Regions from separate parts of the Mus musculus genome. Here all the other regions are linked to region 3. Evidence: chromatin contacts called from public HiChIP or PLAC-seq and promoter capture Hi-C data. All regions are on one chromosome and are shown on one strand. Each heading gives the region's core, a stretch centred on a gene start, on an enhancer-like site or on the middle of the called end of the contact. The rest is flanking DNA. Distances are from core to core; before and after follow the strand shown.

What was found. Promoter capture Hi-C pulls out the DNA fragments that hold promoters and counts their contacts. HiChIP or PLAC-seq counts read pairs in DNA pulled down with a chosen protein or histone mark.
Region 1: a promoter capture Hi-C map of embryonic stem cells shows a contact between it and region 3. The contact joins the promoter of Cfap70 here to the promoter of Ndst2 in region 3. A contact is called at or near these places in 3 of 39 promoter capture datasets (the C10 cell line, embryonic stem cells and liver), 1 of 484 Hi-C or Micro-C datasets (embryonic stem cells) and 3 of 9 other capture datasets (adipose tissue, liver and pancreatic islet).
Region 2: an H3K27ac HiChIP or PLAC-seq map of extraembryonic endoderm stem cells shows a contact between it and region 3. The contact joins the enhancer-like site here to the promoter of Ndst2 in region 3. A contact is called at or near these places in 3 of 39 promoter capture datasets (cranial neural crest, erythroid cells and hematopoietic stem and progenitor cells), 1 of 484 Hi-C or Micro-C datasets (embryonic stem cells), 3 of 115 datasets of contacts at active chromatin or transcription factors (extraembryonic endoderm stem cells, pancreatic cancer cells and trophoblast stem cells) and 4 of 9 other capture datasets (adipose tissue, liver, macrophages and 1 more).

Annotation. Positions count from the first base shown.
Region 1 is chr14:20,450,953-20,454,376 of GRCm38.p6, reverse strand. It overlaps Cfap70 (cilia and flagella associated protein 70), which reads left to right and starts at 2,152. Exons shown (of 29, transcript NM_029698.1): 1 at 2,152-2,175.
Region 2 is chr14:21,086,128-21,089,736 of GRCm38.p6, reverse strand. All of the region lies in intron 1 of Adk (adenosine kinase), which reads right to left. Among named protein-coding and RNA genes, the nearest start is that of Adk, 35 kb to the right of the region's middle. Within about 2 kb of position 2,231, at least 124 of the 459 cell types and tissues checked have an H3K27ac peak or open chromatin away from gene starts, as enhancers often do. A contact at or near this core is called in adipose tissue, embryonic stem cells, extraembryonic endoderm stem cells and 4 more, where this site is marked.
Region 3 is chr14:20,732,310-20,735,865 of GRCm38.p6, reverse strand. It overlaps Ndst2 (N-deacetylase/N-sulfotransferase (heparan glucosaminyl) 2), which reads left to right and starts at 1,304. Exons shown (of 15, transcript NM_010811.2): 1 at 1,304-1,651; 2 at 2,222-2,316. It overlaps Camk2g (calcium/calmodulin-dependent protein kinase II gamma), which reads left to right. Exons shown (of 21, transcript NM_001360186.1): 21 at 1-993.

The DNA of each region.
Region 1 (3,424 bases), core at 903-3,402, 280 kb after region 3:
TAAACTGTCACATATTTGAGAGAGACAGACAGGGAGTAAACTTAGGGTCTATCTACAGTTCATGTTTCAAGTGTGGGGTGCTACATTGTTGTAAATTGTAGTGGCCACTTCTCTAGAACTTAAGAGTTGAAAGTTTGTTCTCTTGAACAACTCCCATTTTTATGAGCTTTGTCCCAGCAACCATCATTGCTCTGTTAATACGAGTCCTATTTTGTTAATACGAGTCTATATACTCGCACTATAAATGCCTAGCGTATTTAGTTCCTCAAGTTCGTGGTTCATCTGCATTTTAGTATTGTTCCTTTGTTCTTGTGCTTGTCTGTTTTGAGACAGGGTATTACATTGGAGCCCTGACTGGCCTGAAACTTGTTGTATAGACCAAGCTAGCCTCCAGCTCTGTCTGCTATCGCCTCCACAGTGCTGGGACTGAAGGTGTGCATCACCACACCTGGCTCACCTGCATTGTGGTAAATGGAGGGAAGTGGGTAGGATTTCCTTCTTCAAAGACTGAATATTTTGTTATGTATTTACATACCACAGTTTTGTGTGTGCGTACACATACATTCACGTGAGCGTTGTTACATATGCATTCATGAAGTGCCATATATACCACAGTGTGTAGAGGTCAGAGCACAACCTTGTTTTGAGATGGTCCCTTCTCAACTGCTCTGCATGCCACCTCTCTGACTTGATCTTCAAGAGTCCCCAGTCCCTACTTCCCATCCTGATGTAATTTGCAGGGATGGCGGACACGCGCTCAGCTTCACATGCCCTCTTGTGCCTTGATCTCAGATCCCCACTGCTCCATAGCGAGCGCCTGAGTTGTCTGCGTCCCTGCAAGTAAGACTGAATAAGTGAATTGGTTCACCGAGCTGGACTTGGTCGACCTGCGTGCTCTTTACCTCCTTGGGTTGTCTTGGCCATCTTGTTCAAATCTGTTGGTCAGGATTGTTAGGTGTGTACTTGTCACTCTTGATTCGTTTCCTTTGGCCTGTATTATCTGTCCTTGTTCCTTAATACTTTATAGGCCAATCCTTCTATAGGACATTATGAAATAGGGAAGTGTGAATCCTCTTAATTTCTGACAAAGTCAGTAGTGTTTATTTTAAAGACTTATGTTTTGAATTATGTGTGTGAATATGTGTCTTTGTGTGGTATATGCACATGGATGCAGGTGGCCGTGAAGACTAGAGGCATCAGGTGACCTGGGGGTCCCCTAGAACTAGAGTCACTTCTGAGCCACCCAGCGTGGGTGCTGTGAACCAGGCTTGGGCCTCTGCCAGAGCACGTCACACTCTTGTGGCCTGTCACACCAGCCTGTCAGTTACGATTTTGATAGCAATTGCTTAGACCTTGTACATATACTTCTGATTATATTATTAGATATGGCCATTGCTGGGGGCCAAACTTAGCGGTGTAGAGTGTGCTTTGCAAACACAGGAAGAACTTGGCTATGTGGCCCTATCTGGCCTGGAACTTGCTATGCATACCAAGTTGAGAATCAACTTTTTTTTTTTTTAAGATTTATTTTTGTTTCTTCCCTTTGCAAGCACTGACACTCACACCAGAAGGCGGCACTGGACCACTTGGGGCTGGAGTTGCCCCTTGTGTACTGGGAGTTGAGATTGGGCCCGCTGGAAGAGTGTAAGGTCTCCTAACTGCTGAACCGTCTACAGATCCAAGAGTCAGCATTTAAGGTACAGGTATTTTGAGAAAAGATCTAAATTACTAGTTTACTTTTCAAGGGCAGACGATTTTTATATTGCCCAGTATAGCCTCAAACACCCACTCAAGCAATCCTTAAGCAATCCTTTTTTGCCTCGGACTCCCAAGTAGCTAGAACTAGAGACAAGGGCCAGGGCACCCTGCTAAAATGGGAGTTGTTTAGTAAAGACTTTTTTTTTTTTTGGAGACATCTAAGGTTTCTTTCCTTAAAGTTCCTTTTAATTTTATCATTCTATTTTTTGTGGATAATGAAATTAATCGTAAAGGAAAAAGATTTGAAAGGTGGAAAGCTACATTTTAACCCAAACTTGCAAAGGAGAAACACCCAAGGGGCGTGGTTTTCAGAGCACAAGCCAAATTTGCAACCTCCTTCTTTGAGGTGGGGAAAAAACAAGTTCTCGCGAGAGCTAGCTGGTTGCTATAGTTACAGAAAACCAGCGTCTGCCTCAGGTAAGCCAGTAACTCCCTTTTAGGGGCTATAGGTGAAGCTGTTGCTCCCACTCCCCAGATCTTTTTTTCTAGGATTCTGAGCTCTTTCCCTACAGCTAAGACCAGGTTGAAGTTCTCGCTCAGCCCAGCTGTGCCCAAGATCCGGCTTCATCCAGAGCTGGATCCAGTCCCATCTCCTTACTCTATGCTATCCCCAAGTCGATTGGTAGCTGTCCTGCCTCTGAGCCTGTGACTAGAAATGGACGCCTTGTTGAGGGCAAGAACAATAGTTGGGCATTCATGCAAGGTCACAGTTACTCAGTAGGAAAGTCGCCAGTCTCCACGGCTGGGACTGTGGATCTGGTTCTGTGAAGTGTCTGCACCGCGTGCGTGAGGCTCTTATCTGCTTAGCACTGCAAGGTAAACCACCACAGCGCCATCCTCGTAAACAAAACCAATGTCCCGGACAGAGAACGAGCTGAATTCACAGCCACGGCGACTGTTTCTGAGTTGGAGACAATCTTCATCGACTATGAAATGTTCAAAGTGAATGAATAGCCTTGGTAGCTGCTTTAAGAAAGATGATCAGAAGAGAATAAGACAGTGAATGTGAGGGTTCCAAAGTGATTATATGCATACGCTGGGGCAGGGAGGGAGGCACCCTAAGCCAGACCACAGACTAGACTTGCCTGAAACTCACTCTCTTCTTTCTATCTGTGTGGCATATGTGAAGGCTTTAGAGTGTGCCAAGGCATAATTGAAAGCTAGTTCCCTCCCCACTCCCCAGTCATCTGTCAGACTGGCTGCCACAAAGCTTACACCTCTTGGTCTATCAACATATCTCTCTTCCTCACTAGACTTGGGGGCTTATATCTCCTCAGCATCTGTCCCTGTCCCTAACTTAATGCAGTTTTAAATGATTTTGACAGAAATGGAATGGATTAGAATAAAACACTTAGACTCAAAGGTGTATTTGTTTGGCACAAGGAACCCAGATGAGCTAGCTCATATGGTACAGATCCCTAATACATACTTGATAAGAACATTGCCAGTGCCACTGAGGCCCTGAAAGGGCCTGGAAGCATTTGGGTGACAAGTCAGGCTTTTAGGCAAGGGCAAGACTGAGGGAGTCACTGGGAAATGGCATGGTGACTGTGAAGTCTGAAGGCATTACCTGTCCCACATGGATGCACACAGTATGCACAGATGCACAGGTCCTCAGAGATATGTTCTACTTCAGATTTCAAATTTATTTTCAGTAAACACACAA
Region 2 (3,609 bases), core at 982-3,481, 350 kb before region 3:
TTACATATAAAAAATAAATAAATCTTAAAATAAATAAATAAAAATAAAATAAAATAAAGGCAGGATTGCAATTCCTGGAACAGGCAGTTCAGAACATTTTGTAGTTAAGGCTACAGGGTGGGACATAACACAGTTCTCGAGAAACAGAGATTCAATCATAAACAGAAATGAACCTAGTTTGGCTTTACTATAAGATCATTTTTAAGCCTAAAATTGAGGTAGACTGGTTCTTCAAAAGTTTATTCTGGAGCCAAATTGGAGAGAGCATATCGGGAACATGGATTTAGGCTCCACCAAGTTCCATGTTCCAACATGGAAGCGAATGTCCGGACGTTTTTATAGTAATGGAACAAAGGCCACAAATCAAAAAAATCACTTTTGGGGGAGAGAGAGAGAGACTGTAGATAGGAGAAGATTAAGACAGGGTTTCTCTGTAGCTCTGGCTGACCTAGAACTCACTATGTAAACCAGACTGGGCTCAAACACAGAGATGTTCTCTGCCTCTACCTCTGGAGTGCTGGGATTAAAGGTGTATACCACCATGCCTAGCAATGATAGTTATTTTTAGAAATGGATAAACGACTACCCACACCTATAAGCCTACTGCTACTCTTGAGAGACAGAGGCAGGGGGATAAGGAGTGATAGGCCTTCTTCAGCTGCACAAGACTGGCAGAGATAAAGGTATTCTAAAGGGACACTAATGTCTCTCAATCTGACTCACACTATTGAAACAATGAACTCCAAAGAAATGGGAATTTCTCCAGGAATCTCATGCTGGGAGAAGGGAAGGAGCTAGATAAAGAAAGGATTTGTCTCCAGGAAAGATTTCACACAGCTCCACCAGCTTGTCAGACCACCTTCCAGGGTGAGAGCGGAAGAGCAGACACCTTGATTGTTACCACAGATGTGTACATTCCTGGCCGGCTATTTAAACTTTAATCTCTCTCCAGGATCCTGAAGACAGATTGAGGGCAGGGGCCCGAATCTCTGCCCCTCTTTCCAAGTAGCCACACTGAATAAATCTCCTCTTTCCTGCCTTCCATTTTAAGTCTGGCTATTTTTACAGGTTTTGAGACTGGGTGGCCAGACCAGTCAGTCCCCTTCCAGACTGTCTTTGACAACAGACTCTTCTGGGGAATAAATAGCAGAGTTTGTGGTTTTATGTATCAAACTGTTTCATCCAAATGTAGAAGAACATATGGAAGCTCATCTCACTAGATGCGATGGTGGAAGATGGTCAGGAAACCCTCCCACAGAAGGGCGGGCTCAATCACCTAGATGGCCTGAGTAATTCTAAAACACCTGGTGTATGAGGAAGGTAAAAGTTGGTCCCAAGAAGTTGGAATCTGAACATACATATTTCTTTAACATTTCGTTTTCTTCTTATTTACAGTGAGAGAGGGTGTGTGCACGGCCACATATGTTCAAGTGCCCTCCAAAGCCAGACAAGGGCTCCAGATCTCCCGGAGCTGGAGTCACAGAGCTTGGGTCAAGGAACTGCTCATCTGGGGATCAGTAAGGGCTCTTAACCTTTGCACCATCATCTCTCCAGCCCCGAAACATACATGTTTAGCGCAAAAAGAAATTACCAAAGGAGTAGAAGGTTGAAGATGCTAGACAGAAGAAAAGTGACGTGTGTCTAAAGCATTGCACTATTTCCTCACGAATGAATGGGGCCATTCGAGCAATTTCCTGACAGGGTCTGGCCTGACTGACAAAGCAACTACATAAGTGACCGTTTGTCTCAGTATCTTTTTTATACCTAACACTGAAATATTGACATGTTTGCCACATTTGTCTGCTTGAGACAGGGTCTTGTTGTGTAGTCTAGGCTGCTCTGTGATTCATGTCCAGGCATGGGCCACCCCACCCAGCTTATAAATGAATAATAATTTTCAGACTGCAAAACTGACTCATCCTTTTACAATTATAAGAGCTCCAAAGGAGAAGAAAATACATAACCAGCTATGGGAGAGTGGCTGAATGCAGGTAGGGCAGCTAGCTTCCTAGTGGTTTTACTTAAGGTCTTAGTAGATTTGTATCAACCTGACACTAGTTAGAATTATCTAGGAAGAAGAAACTCAATTGAGAAAACACCTGCAGGCAATTTGGTAGGCCATTTTCTTGATTAATGATTGATGTGAAAGGCCAGGGGGGTTGGAGTGCACCCTGAGCAAGCAGGCAGATCTAGGTTGTATATGAAAGCAAACTAAACAAGGCAGGAGGAGAGGGCCACTAAGCAGCATCGCTTCAGAGCCATGCTTGGGTTCCCCAGCGGCCTGCCCTGCCTGTGTTCTTGTGCTGCCTTCCTTTGACAATGGACTGGGATCTGGGCTGTACACAGAAATAAACCCTATCCTCTCCGAGTTGCTTTTACAGTTTTATCACAGGAATAGAGATCCCTCTCTGCCTCTCCCCAGTTTCATAGTGATTCTGAGAAGAAACAACCCTCACAGACTGAAGCCAGATGCCAGGCAGCCCCTGAGAGGTGAGAAATGTGCTGGTACACTATCAAAGCTCTATTTCGGAGAACTGCAATCATTTCAGCTAACTGACAGGTCCTTCAGAAGCTCAAGCCTTCCCGTGTTTGAGCTGATCCTGAGCTTGCCCTGTGCTCAGAGTTTCCCAAAGAGCATCTCAAATACAACCAGCTGCAACTGTTTAACATTCCAGCTGCTTGAAGCAGTTGGAACAAACAAGTTAACCAAAAACATAAAAGGGAAAGTGTAAGGAAAAAACATCCACAGAGGGAACCTCCAGAATGTTCCTAAAATTGCAGTGGCCAAGCTTAAGGAAGACAAGGGAAGGCCCGAAGCACCCATATCTGCCTGGGCAGAAGACCGCACAAGCACAAACGACAGCTTTACTGCTGTAAGCTCTGGCTGCGTGTTTAGGATGTGCCTCGACAGGCACAGTATCTCTAAGCAGACTGGGAAACAGTAGCAAGTATAACAGGAATGTGAAAAACTGGATCCTCAGACATTGTTGGAAATGTAAAATGATGCAGCCACATTGGTAAACAGGGATGAAGTTTCTAAAGAAGGAAGAAGAGACAGAGAAGGAAGGAGACAGAAAAATGGGGGCTTTTACCTCAAAGGAACAAAAAACATGGTTTGTTCTGAAGCCAAATGTGAGTGATTATACCCAGAAATAGTTTACCAAATGCCATGTTCCAATAATGTAACAGTTTAATAAAGTTTTATAGTAACACAAGAAAATCATAAATCAAGACCCTTTCTGAATACATTGGTAGAAATATTAGAAAAGCTGGGAAATCAAACTATGGACTTCAGATGTTATCTGCAGGGGTCTGTCTGTACATTCCAAAAGATTTACCTAACGGTCACAAAGATATTAGGTCACACGGAGAGGAAGGTAATAAATGGTTATTAAGTGTGTTAAAGATAGCCCAAGATAATTTGGCTTGGCAACATTCCATCATTTCCACATCATTAAAGTTCTAATGAGTCAGTCAGCCTTTGTTGTCAGCTTCTATCCAGGAATTTTTGTTCACAAAATAACATAAAATTATCCTATGAAGCTGCATCCTTCCCTAAGAGAAACAAACATATGGCAACACAAAACTTACACATGGGTGCTCACAGTA
Region 3 (3,556 bases), core at 55-2,554:
CTGGGCCCTCTGCCAAGTGCCCCTGTGGGATGGGAGGAGTGAGGCAGTGGGTAAGAGTTGGTGGTTGTTTCTATGCATTCTGGCTGCCCTCTGGGCTGCCTCCCTTCTTCCCATGCTGCACGCCCAACTCTTTCCCTGGGTTTGAGATCGAACTGACTGCTTGGGTGAGAAGTGTCCTCTTTAAAGAGGCTCTTTATTGACCAACCGAAGTATAGACTTTTCTGCTGGACAATCTGCATGGGCATCACCCCCTCGCCTGCATGTACCCACAAAGGGGTCCAGAGCCAAGGCTCCTGCATTCATTGTCCCTCTCTGTGCTCAAGGAGGTCCATTCCAGGAAGAAAAGGTCTGTACCTTAGGCAGATAACAGAGAAGATAATGGAAGAGGCAATTGGTCATAGTCTTGGTTCCCTCCCACCAAACAACTGCACATTATCTGCATTGGGGGGGGGGGTAGATTTCAGCTCCTTGGGTGACCTTCAGGAGGCACAGGAGCTGGGAAAAGAGAACTACAGAGTATGGAGCCAGCTGAGAAGAGAACAAACGCATGGGTGCTGGTGCTTGAATTTAGCCAGGCTCCTCAAGCACTTGTGCATGCCTCAGACCCTGGACCCTAGACCCTTCCTGCCCTGCAGCCTGCAGTGCCAGCCAACAGATACCTTCATCACAGGGTTTGGTTTTGCTGGCTTGAAGACAACAAATGGTCTTAGAGCTCTTTGAGACCCATAGCTTCATGTGGCTGCTCCAGCCCCACTTCTTAGCGTTCTTACTCCACTTCTGGGGCTAATGTCAGCATCTATAGACTATTAATAGACTATTTAAAAAACAAACCACCTTTTAAACAGGAAATGGAAGGCATTTGATGCAGAACTTTTGCATGATGACATAGAAATAATTTAAAATAGTGTTTGTTCTGAATGTTGGTAGTCCCTTCATAGCTTTGTTACAATGAAACCTTGAAGATATTTAATAAAATAACCTTTAAACAGTCCATTGTGTTATTGCTGTTGGAGGCTCGTAGCCGTGGGCTTAGATTTTAGCAGCCTGCGTGACAAGGCTTCACTAGGAGACGAACATCTTTTTGCCCATTCCCTTGGGGAGCAAGGAAGAAAACTTCTCATAAACTCAGCCTGGGCTGCTGTATTGGGGGGTGGCAGGGAGGAAGTAGCCTCTTAGGCGGTGGGCCGAGTCTTCGCCCCGCCCCAGGCGGAGGTGGCCCCGCCCTTGGTACGCGGGCTCCCTCCTCCGCGGGTCTGAGTGGACAGGCCTGGGCCCTGGGCCCGCCCCGACGCTCCGCAGACTGTGCCACCCGGCGTGGAGGACGGGGTCCACCCTGGTGGGCTGAGCGCGAGGCCGGAGGGCTGGGAGGCTGCGGCTGGGCTGAGCACTGCGGAGGGCCGTCGGCTTATCCCAGGTCCCGGTCACGCAGCGGCCACGCTCGGGGAGCGCGCGGACCTGAGCGGGCACCACGAGCCGCAGCGCGCCGCCTCCCCCTGGTGGGAGCGGTACTTGAGCCCGACTGCGGCGGAGCGTTCGCTCGGAGATGGCGGAGCCGCCGCGACGCGGCCCGAGGCCCCGCGAGCAGGGAAGCCGGGCAGCCCCGGGACGCGGCAGGGCCCGGGGACAGCGGGGACGCCGCCCACTCCACCGGGTGAGCCATCTTTGAGAGCAGTCTCCCGTCCACGGTCGCCCTCGGTTTTCGCGATCAGACTTCCTGCGAGTGTCGCCACCGAAACCACCCGCAGGGTCGTCCTGGGCGACCACCCATCTGGCCCTGTGCACCCTGCCCCGAGTCCCAGCCGCTGGCCTCCCCTCAGTTGCCTTATTCTGGCCACTCCGCCCAGGGCACACGGGGTTCTTAAACCCAGTGCCTGTCTGGATGCCAACTCTCGGCCGCACCCCTGCCCCTTTCCCTCCAGCTCCCCCACCTGTGGGCTCCCCATTTCCCGTAGTTCCCGCAGGAGGGTCCTTCTATCCTCAAGGTCAGGTCCTTCCTCCCACAGCGTGGCCCCTGTTGTTTATTCCAGTGGTGGGCCCACACCTCCAGCCCACCCTGACCCTGTATTTGCTGCCCACTTTGGCAGACGACCCTTAGGTTTCTCCTTCCTCAGAAACTTTCCACTGCCACACACATGTTCTTCCTCCAACTTAGTCATCCCACTGCTCCCCCACCAAAAGTTCTCACATGATCCCCTCTCTAAATCTCACTGGCTTCCTCTAGGTATGAAGCTAAAATACAGTGGTTACAACACAGGAGGTTGACAGGCCTGACCTTTGAATCCCAGTTCATCCACAAACGGAGCTTTGTAATCTCGGGTAAGTTACTAAACTTCTCTGGGCCAGAAATTATGCGTGTGTAAAATGGAACTACTACTAGTTATATGTGTTTTCATAACTGTTAGAGCTGACATTAAATACAGGTGCTTCTTGCATTTACTGATAAACTTTTAAGATATCCTAAACTACTGACCACAAGAGCTTATCAGTTTGTGCCCTCTGCTCAGTGACGCCAGTTGCTTCACCTTCTGTTTGTGTGGCTGAGCAAGTACTTGCAGTGTGTCTCAAATGAAAAGTATTGTTGGGGCTGGAGAGGTAGCTTAGTGGTTCCAAACTTCCAAAGGCCCTGAGTTCAGTCCTCAGCACCCACATGGTGGCCTACAATCTGATGCTGTCTTCTGGTGTGCAGATGTACATGTAGACAAAGTACCTATATCCATAAAGTACATAAGTAAAAATAAACAAGAGAGAGAGAGAGCCGGGCGTGGTGGCACACACCTTTAATCCTAGCACTCGGGAGGCAGAGGCAGGTGGATTTCTGAGTTCGAGGCAGCCTGGTCTACAGAGTGAGTTCCAGGACAGCCAGGGCTACACAGAGAAACCCTGTCTCAAAAAACCAAAAGAAGAAGAGGAAGAGGAGGAGGGGGAGGGGAAGAAAGAAAGAAATAAAGAAAAGAAGAGAAGAGAAGAGAAGAACAACAACTACTACTACTACTACTACGGTGTCTGCAAATCCACTCCCTTAGGAAAGGATTAAAACTCTAGGACCTGAGGTTGGAACTCCTGGGAGAGCACGTGCCTAGCCTGTGCAAGACCACATATCCCATCACTGGCACTGAAAACCAAAACCCACAACCATTTGAAGTCTCCTTTAAGTGTTTACCATTTGCACATTGGTTTTGTCGTTGGTTGGTAGTGGTGGTTTGGTTTGGTTTGGTTTTTTTTTAAGAAAGTGCTCCTCCATGTAGCCCTGGCTGTCCTAGAACTCGCCCTATAGACCAGACTGGCCTCAAACTCAGAGATCGTCCTGCCTCTGCCTTCTAAGGGCTTATATTAAAGACGTGCGCCATCACCTCCCAGCTTCATTTGCAGATTGTAATAAGTCAGAATCAGGTCTGTCTGTATATGCAAAGCTCTAGAAGGACACCCAACAAGTAAAGTAGTAAGCGCTCAGTATATACTGTTATTAAACCAGTGTTACATGTGAAGTATAGCTTGCTTTCCTTGAATTCTCACTACTGTTATCCCTGTTATAATTTAGCTGTTCCTGCCAGGCAGT